3 separate regions of the Zea mays genome follow, and regions 2 and 3 are each linked to region 1. Evidence: chromatin contacts called from public Hi-C data. All regions are on one chromosome and are shown on one strand. The core of a region is the stretch at or near the end of the contact, and the rest is flanking DNA. Distances in the headings are between cores, read along the strand shown.

The links. Hi-C and Micro-C count contacts between places; a contact is called where the count stands out from the background.
Region 2: a contact with region 1 is called in a Hi-C map of bundle sheath, with 6 times the contacts expected there. The contact joins two enhancer-like sites. A contact is called at or near these places in 5 of 25 Hi-C or Micro-C datasets (bundle sheath, ear, leaf and 2 more) and 1 of 3 datasets of contacts at active chromatin or transcription factors (leaf).
Region 3: a Hi-C map of ear shows a contact between it and region 1, with 4 times the contacts expected there. The contact joins two enhancer-like sites. A contact is called at or near these places in 2 of 25 Hi-C or Micro-C datasets (ear and leaf).

What each region holds. Positions count from the first base shown.
Region 1 is chr3:108,869,059-108,872,245 of Zm-B73-REFERENCE-NAM-5.0, forward strand. No RefSeq gene overlaps it. Among protein-coding and RNA genes, the nearest start is that of LOC103650294, 4.0 kb to the right of the region's middle. Within about 2 kb of position 1,508, at least 18 of the 20 cell types and tissues checked have an H3K27ac peak or open chromatin away from gene starts, as enhancers often do. A contact at or near this core is called in bundle sheath, ear, leaf and 2 more, where this site is marked.
Region 2 is chr3:108,712,248-108,715,221 of Zm-B73-REFERENCE-NAM-5.0, forward strand. No RefSeq gene overlaps it. Among protein-coding and RNA genes, the nearest start is that of LOC103650294, 160 kb to the right of the region's middle. Within about 2 kb of position 1,279, at least 19 of the 20 cell types and tissues checked have an H3K27ac peak or open chromatin away from gene starts, as enhancers often do. A contact at or near this core is called in bundle sheath, ear, leaf and 2 more, where this site is marked.
Region 3 is chr3:108,639,047-108,642,276 of Zm-B73-REFERENCE-NAM-5.0, forward strand. No RefSeq gene overlaps it. Among protein-coding and RNA genes, the nearest start is that of LOC103650294, 230 kb to the right of the region's middle. Within about 2 kb of position 1,690, at least 20 of the 20 cell types and tissues checked have an H3K27ac peak or open chromatin away from gene starts, as enhancers often do. A contact at or near this core is called in ear and leaf, where this site is marked.

The DNA of each region.
Region 1 (3,187 bases), core at 258-2,757:
ATTGTGTATCATTACAAATCTCCCTCACACCTAGTGCGTCGAAAAGAACCAAGTATTTTTCCATCTGTGTATGTTTAGTTGTGTGGTATACGTGCCCATACAACCACCTCATTGTACATCAATGAGTCCCGACTGAAAAGTTGGGGATATATGTTGGTTGTAAGACTAAGTCCATAATCAAATATCTTGAGCATATGACTGGGGATCTTCATACGACTTAGCACATTGATTGCATTTTTTATGAAGAGCATTTATTGGCATTAGGATGAGATAGACATCCACAAGAACGTGAGACAATTGAGTGGAATAGAAACGAGGCACAATCCTTAGACCCGCACACTAGTGAATTTGAACTAGAAGTCTAGATGATTCTACATTTGCAAAATCTTGCGAATAGGCTGACATGTGCCTTCACTAATCATGGAGAAGTGTACAAGGTCACATATACCTGCAGCAAATGAGCTATAGAGAGTACAAGTACCCCAAAAGGTTACTAAACATGTTGTCTCCTTCAATCCCAAGAAGAGAAGGAGACCTTTGGGTGCTCGGGACAATGTTCTAAAGAGACATCCATGTAGACAAAAGGCACGAGCCACATGCCTCACTCAAGGATTTAGTTGAAGAAGTTCAATCTACAGTTGAGAGTGTCCATGAACAATACTATCCGAAAGATGGAGTCCTTGAAATAGCAACTGAACCTGAAGTGGAGATGGTCCCTGAAGGCCCCTACCTCGAAGATGGAAATCCCAATGTGTCACGTGCACCTTTCACGCATTGGAAGATCGGAATGCCTAGCTTTGGTTGTCATGGGAAATCATGATGAGCTAGATTATATGTTCGATTAGATTGTATTTAACTATGTTGTCATACCCTCAAATGTCTTATATATACATATTGTCTTATACATAATCTAGTTTTGCTTAATTCGTTATCTAAAGTATAAAAATGGATAGAAGAGTAAAGAGAGAGTCTATATATATATATATATATATATATATATATATATATATATATATATATATATATATATATATATATATATATATATATATATATATATATATATATATATATATATAAAGAGAGGATGGAGTGTCATCTGTGTTTAAAAGAGACTTTAAAGAATACCGTTGAAAGGTATATAGAAAAAATATTCTCTATATTTAAGATAGAGAAATATATAGGGAGTTTAGAGCTAAACCCTTGGGTCCTAGATTTCGCTGCCAACCCACTTCTATGCCACACGTGGGGTACACGGTACAGTGACAGGGATTGACTGAGCACGGCGCCTCTACCTCTCCCTTTCATCTCTGCGCTCCCAGGAGTAGCTGCTTCGTTAATAGGCCCGGCCGGTTGACCGCGACTCGATGACAGCATCTTTTTTGTCACGGACAACGCATGCTGCTTCCTAGGCAGTTTCTTCCCCAACTCGGAGACTCTACACCTGTCAGTCACACACACACACTTGTCACCATCGCGATCGGTGGTACGTACACGTACAGACGTACTAGACAAGTGTATGTCTTGGCCGGTCTGTACACTCCTAGTGTATACGTATACAATACAATATATACACGTGCATGATTGCATGCTGCAGGGTTTCATTAGCTTCTAGAAGGAAGCAGCAGAGGCTGCATCTATCGATATCGCAAGGGTCGGCACACGTTGCTGTCAGTCTCAGGCGCCAGCCAGCCACTTGCTGTAATTATAATTATAATATCATAATGCCCTGCCGCCTCGCCAGCAGAGAGTTGTGTGTCGCCGTCGCTGCGATTTGTAGCGATCTCTGTGCACATTTTTCAGTTTCCATCATTTTGTTCTCCTATAGCTAGCTGCCCACCCCAAAATCCAACCCATGAGCGCAGCTGGTGTAGTGATTTTTTTCCTTTAATGATCAACTGTACATCACACACATATATCAAGAGATTTTTAAACTATACAATCTTTAACCAACAATTTGATTTGCACACAAGAGATAGAGATGCACGAGATGTACATGCATGTAACTGAGCTTTCAAAAGCTCAAAGAAAAAAAACATGTATGGCAGACTACCTTTTCAAAAACCAAGGGTCCTTCGATGCTATAGACTCAGATTTGTACTGCTGTAGAAAGAGCCTTAGTGCTTGTTGAGAACTAGTAACAGCACCAGATCCTCAATTGATTTTGGACAACCACAACTAAAAACATCAATATTTAGTTCTAGTTGCATGGCCTATTATGGTCTTTAGTTCGTTGTTCGATCGAACTGTTGCTGAAGAGGGGCTCTGGAGGGCACACCTTAGCTTATATATGAACACTATTAGTTGTTTTTGAATTGCTTCGATCTTTTTTTTCAAATTGATCAGTTCTTACTTCATCTTCATAAACTGTGATTTGCCAAAAAAAATATTAATAATAAATTTCATTATATTAAACTCATAGTGAGAGTAAGACACTGCATTACTATGAAATCAACACTAACGTTGTAGAGTTTATTGATGCTTCCTTCTCAGGTGTTTTCTTCCCTTTTCTTTTTCTTTTTCCTTCTTCAATGACTACTAGTATCTTTTTCAATTTTCTTTTACCTAAAAAAGACTCGATTTTCATTCGAAAAGCGAAATGACTATAAGTCCAAAGTGCTTCCACACTACACATGAACCACTATCACGTATCTGGGTCGGCAGGTCAAAAGAGACAAGTAAAGTGGCCTGCACTGCGTCAATTTCTCTGTCGTTGTTGCCGTGGGTGCACTAGCACCCAACAGTGAGATGCGTGTGTACAATCACTACCGGAATTCGGCTCTTTGCCGAGTGCTGGCGGCTTTGCCGAGTGCTTTTTATCGGGCACTCGGCAAAGTCGACTTTGCCGAGGGCCGCTCTCGGCAGAGTCCTGCGCTCGGTAAAGATCTTGTCACTACACGACGGTTGACTTACAGCGACCTACGGTTGGTTGCTAAAACGGCCTTCAGCGACCTACGGTTGGTCGCTAAAAACTTTTAGCGACCCATAAGGATGGTCGCTGTAAGTGCCGTCGCTAAAGGCTTTAGCGACCGACATCTTTTTAGCGACCGACTGTCCGTTGCTAATATTGTATATTTAGCGACCAACCGTGGATTGCTGTACTATAGATTTAGCAACCAACCGTAAGTCGTCATTCTATACATTTAGCAACCAACAGAAAGTCGCCATTTTTACAGTTGTTATTAAT
Region 2 (2,974 bases), core at 29-2,528, 160 kb before region 1:
GATTAATCTATGGAATTAAAACTCAATTTGTCATTTGCATTTGTATGAGATCATTTGTTAATTTGTTATATTATTTATTATGGTTTGGTATTTACTTATACTTAGTAATTGCTAATAAAATTTTGACCAACTTATAAAAGCAATGCTCAGCTTCAACCTTTATTTTATTGATCAGCCTTACACTTCACATGAACTCCCACCTTTGGTGAGTTCATACACATTATTCCCCACAACTTGTTGAGCGATGAACATGTGTGAGCTCACCTTTGCTGTCTCACACCCCCAAAGGAGAAGTACAGGTGGTTCAAGAGGAGCAGCTTAATGAGTAGTTCGATTCGATCTAGGTGGCATCTCCTAGTTGACTTTCTGGCGCCAAGGATGGATTTTAGATCATGTTATATTTATCTTTTATTTTTGTAAGTCTTCCGCTATGTAATAAGTACTCTGATTATTGTGATATCTATCTTTATGCACACTATTATTATATGTGTTGTTTTCTTTGACGTATGTATGAAATGCACCCGTCTTTGTTCCTTAAAGCCCGGGGTGTGATACTTTCGTGTGATTGCTTGTAAAAGACGAAGGTATATTTGTAATTATTTGGCACATAATCGAGAATGGAGTGAAATAATGTTCAATTAAAATGAGTTTATTGTTTTATCTTCACGTCGTTTGTATTCCATGCTTATTATCCTTTACTCAACCTTTTTTTCGTTTCTCCATTAGCTTCTCCGAAAAGAGTTAATTGAAAAGTGAACTTACATACTAATTTATTTGTGTTGCCTTATTTCTTATATCCATCATGTATAAAAAACGAGTGACCAACATAACACGTCTAAGATACCATAGAGGAAATGAAAGTGTAGGTGGATTTATAGTCTTTTTAATTATTATAAAAAGGTACAGATGCATATGTAGTTCCATAGAAAGTATATCAATGTCCCAACCACGCTTACTCATTATTTTCATGGATACATTCAGTGTTTTTTTTTTGCCTGGAAATATACATTCCGTTTTAGTCTGCTTGAGAAAAAAATGCAGAGTATTGAAAGTGAATTGAACGCCAACCTCTACATCGAATCTAAGAATAAAGTAAAAGTTCCTAGTTCACCTGAAGTCTTTGTGGGTGTGTCAGTGTGTGTGATGAACTGACGATGATGGCTTTATCATTGGTGCTCTGCTGGAGTCCGAAAGGCAGGCAGGCAGACAGATAAGGCCAATCCCCCCGGGTCTTCCGGCGGGCACACCTCCTGCAACTGTACACCCGTTGGGTCTTGGCCTCTTGGGCGGTGGTGGTTTATTGAGCATATGCCTGCCTGTCTCTGCCTTGTATTAAACCACGGCCTCGTTCCGGCAGGAATTCCCGGGCCGGTGAACGCAGTCCCCGGCCGCGACAGCGACGACGACTGCGTTATTATTCTTTACGCAACCACACGCCGGCCGGGATGCCTGAAGCCAATTCCGAAACTTCCTTGCTGCTCATTCCTGTCAGGAACGTGATTCAGGAGGAGTCCAAGAGAATGTTGGGTCTGTCTGCCGTGGAAATAGACGCCAAACAACCTACTCCTCCATTGACTGACATGTGCTTACAAAAATGCCTTTCTGTAGAAGGTGAAGAAGATTTCTTGGCCGGTTATTCAGGCAAAATAACAATCTACTAATCTTACTGTTACACGTGCGACACTGCCACTGGCCGTGGTGACCTTTCCGTCCTCCTGTCACCGCCGGCGCCCGCCGGGCACGGCCAAAGCCTAAGGCGCCGCCATTCGGTCTCAGACCACCTTCACCTCCAGGACCTTCCCGTCGTCGTCCTGGCGCGCGGCGGCCGCGTCCTCCAGCATCTGCACGACGGAGCGCATGGACGGCCGCATCGACGGCGTGCGGCTGGTGCACAGCACGGCGACGCGCAGCACGCGGACTGCCTCCTCCCTGGCCCACCCTTCCACGATGCCCGGGTCCACCAGGGACATCACCTTCTCCCGGCTCTCCAGCCGCCGCGACACCCAGTCCACCAGGTCCCGGCTCTCCACCACCGCCGGCCGCCCCGTCACCAGCTCCAGCAGCACCACGCCGAAGCTGTACACGTCGCTCTTCTCCGTCACCTTGCACGTGTACGCGTACTCCGGCGCCATGTACCCCAGCGTGCCGGCCACGACGCCGGCGGACGAGTGGCCGCCGCCGCCGCCTGCCGAGCTGAGGATCTTGGCGAGCCCGAAGTCGGCGAGCCGGGGCTTGAACGACTCGTCCAGGAGGATGTTGCTGGACTTGACGTCGCGGTGGAGGATGGGGCGGTCGCAGCCGTGGTGGAGGTACTCGAGGCCCCTCGCCGCGCCCACCGCCACGTCGTGCCGCTCCACCCACCCGAGCGCGCCCAGCTTCCGCCCCGCCGCCCCGTGCAGCCGCTCGTACAGGCTGCCGTTGGGGAGGTGCTCGTACACCAGCAGGCTCGCCGCGCCGTCCGCGCTGGTGATGCTGCACAGCAGCTTCACCACGTTCACGTGCCGGATGGCGCTCAGCGTCCCCACCTCCGAGTCGAACTCGCGGCACCGCACCGACGCCGCCGGCCGCAGCATGGCGGCGGACGGCGCCGTGCTCGTCGCCACCCCCCGCGTGACGTGCTTCACGGCCACCACCGCGCCGTTGCCGAGCTTCACGCGGTACACGTTCCCAGACCCGCCGCTGCCGACCAGGTTCTCGTCGCGGACGCCCTCGATGATCTCCCGCTCGTCGAACGCCAGGATCCGGAACGACTTGAGGTCCCACGAGCCCTTCTTGGCGAACAGCTTCCCCGCGGAGGCCTCCGCGCGCCGCCGCCGCCGCTTCTGCAGGCACATGGCCACGCCCGCCCCCGCCAGCAGCACCGCCGTGACGGCGAGGATGCACGTCACGGCCAGGCGCTCCGCGTTCGCCGACCGGCTCCCGGAGCTCCGACCGCAGCGGCGGAGGAAGACAGCGCCGTTGGTGGCACACAGCC
Region 3 (3,230 bases), core at 440-2,939, 230 kb before region 1:
ATGATCTTGCACATACATGCATGAATACCCGTGTGGGATGTGGTTAGGCTGCTTGTTGAACAACTAGCAATCTTTAGAACCTCCACCCATCTTGTAAACAACATACACTGGTGCAGCGGGCAGATGTGCCTCTAGGGAAGCGACTGAATAAGGCAGAGGCGGCCTAGTCTAGAAAGGGAATTCCCCTTTGTGACTTCCCAGAACTAGGCCTGTTGGAGAGTACCGATGTTTGATGATCTCTTGGACGAAGCGAATGGCCATGTGTCCGGATGCATTCATCAGACTCATAGTGACGATGGTGCGAATGAGCCAACATATAGTTGACTTCTTGATGCAAAGCCCTAGGGCGCTCTTCCGAGGGCACCGAGAGATCTACCTCGTCAAGAGTACCCTCAGGCGAGAACCCCTTCCACCGGATGCCATGGTTGTGGGTCTTCTCGAAAGAGCAGATGATTTCGGCGTGCCACCTGAACTATACCCCGATCAGGAAGGTGTTGACGTGTTCTGAATAGATTCCTTGCGTACACAAACATGTGCAAACATTAGTCCAAGCCATGTTCAGCTCCCCGGGCCATATGTAACACCCAAAATTCTATTTTGGGATTCATAAAAGTTTTTCTTCAAAAAGATTTTGAGTTAAAATATCATCTAAAAATAAATTCCTTTCTTTTAAAAGTGTATTTCCCTAAAGTAAATAAATAATAATAGTAGGATTTGTAAACCCTGAATAATGCCCTAAGAATTTTTCTTACTTTTGGAAGCTACATCTCCTAAAATAAATTTGTTTGCCAAGGTAGATTAATAAGGTTCCTATATCAATTTAGTTACTCCTTTGCCAAATTAAATATTCATGAGTACTCGCAAAGAAAATAATAAATACTGTTATACTAGGAATCGGTTTTTATTAAAATACCTATTTGTGGATGGGAGAATTTCATATTTAAACATTTACTTACATAGGATAATGAATAAATAAATAAAGTGGAAAAATATACTTTGCATCTCTTGATGGTGATTTTTGCTTGTGCATTTATGTTGAAGACCTGAATTCAAAGTTTGAACTTGAAAACTGAAATAGAAAAGAAATCAGAAAACAGAAAATAAAAGGGACAAGAAAAAGAATCTTATCTCAACACCCTGGGCCGAAACCCTCACCCCGGCCCACTCTTTCCCCACGCTAGCCGGCCCAGTACGCCACCGCACGGCCCACCCAACTTTTACTCCACACCGCACAAGCTATCACGTGGGACCAGGTCACCAGCGTCCCAGCCGCAACCAGGTACCAGACCGGAACCACTATCACGTGGGACCCCAGCTTCAGACTCGCTCGACTCTCCAGCTTGTTGCAATGTCGCCGGAGTCCGCTCGGCCGAGTCCCTGTTGATCCCACGAATCAAAACGCTACCGCCGTTACAAACCCCGGCTGTGGCGAGTGGTTCGAGTCCCTGTCGTTGGAGCGCGCTTCCCCGTGGCCACGAAATCCAGCATCTGTAATTGCGGTGAGATCTTTCTCCTTTGTCTTACCATGTTCCTAGGATTAGACAGCATGTTGTGGCTTGTGGTTTGGGACCCCAGATCGCCGGGCATGGCTGTGGCGGCAGGATTGCCCACGCGGTCCGCACACACCATCGCTGCGAGCTGTCGGGAGGAAGAAAGACGTGCCTTGCCGTTGGATCGTAGGGAGAGGTGGAGATTAGACGTTGGGCATACCTGTTTGGGGAATAGATCTGAGCCATAGGATGAGATCGAACGGATTAGGATAGATCTTGATTCAATAAAATCTGACTGTCTAACTTTGATCCGTTGTACAACACTTCGTATCGCTTTGTTATAAGATTCGAGCTATCCAATGGCTCAGGCGGGCAGATACCCCTTCAGCCGTAGCTTTGCAAAAGATACCCCTAGTTTCTATTATTGAAACCGTAGTCCTGTCAATTTATAGAACCATTAACACGGAGCCCTAGTATTTATATTTTAGACATGGATTTTATTAAATAGTGGTCATTGTCCAACCCTTTTTGTTAACTGTAATCAAATCAGAAAATCAATTATTATGTACAAAAATAAACGTAGGAATTTAGAAAAACCATAACTTCCTCATACTAATTTCAAATTGACCCGTTCGAGTTGCGTTGTACTCATATTAATGTCAGTCATCATTTAGTAAACTTATTTTATTATGTCACATGTTGTTAACATCAAGAACTTCATTTGTTTTAGCTTATGTTTTACACGTAAACATTCAGAAAATTATATCTCTTTAACCATAACTCTGAATTTAGTGATTCTCGAACCTACGATCTCGTAGTAGAGCGTAAAATATTCTTACGTAGTTTGTTCTCATCTTTCATGTAATGATATTTTATGTACTCCTTGTCTATTTGTATGTATTGCTACGAGTAGCAGCGAGGTCACGAGAAACCAGAAGACCAACTTGGTGATATTCTTACGTAGTTTGTTCTCATCTTTCGTGTAATGATATTTTGTGGCTTGTGGTTTGGGACCCCAGATCGCTGGGCATGGCTGTGGCGACAGGATTGCCGCCGCGGTGCGCACACACCATCGCTGCGGCTATCGGGGAGGAAGAATGACCTGCCTTGCCGTTGGATCGTAGGGAGAGGTGGAGATTAGACGTTGGGCATACCTGTTTGGGGAATAGATCTGAGCCATAGGATGGAATCGAATAGATTAGGTTAGATCTTGATTCATTAAAATATGACCGTCGAACTTTGATCCGATGGACAGCACTTGGTATTGCTTCGTTATAAGATTCGAGCTAATCTTGGCCGTCTGCCATGAATCCAATGGCTCAGGCGGACAGATATCCCTTCAGCCGTGTAGCTTTGCAAAAGAGACCCTCTAGTTTCTATTATTGAACTCGCAGTCCTGTCGATTTATAGAACCATTAACATGGAGCCCTGGTATTTATATTTTAGACCCTGGATTTTATTAAAATAGTGGTCGTCGTCCAACCCTTTTTGGTTAACTGTAATGAAATCAGAAAATCAATTATTATGTAAAAAACGTAGGAATTCAGGAAAATCATAACTTCCTCATACTAATTCCAAATTGACCCATTCGAGTTGCGTTTGTAACACCCCAGGTGTTACCAAGGCCATGGTTTCAATTATGCACTGATGACTTGTGATCACATGTGGTTAAGTGGAGGAGAAGAAGAACCTAAAACCTTGGAAGCATGGGTTAGTTAAGAGGGGTTAATGGCAAAGGCT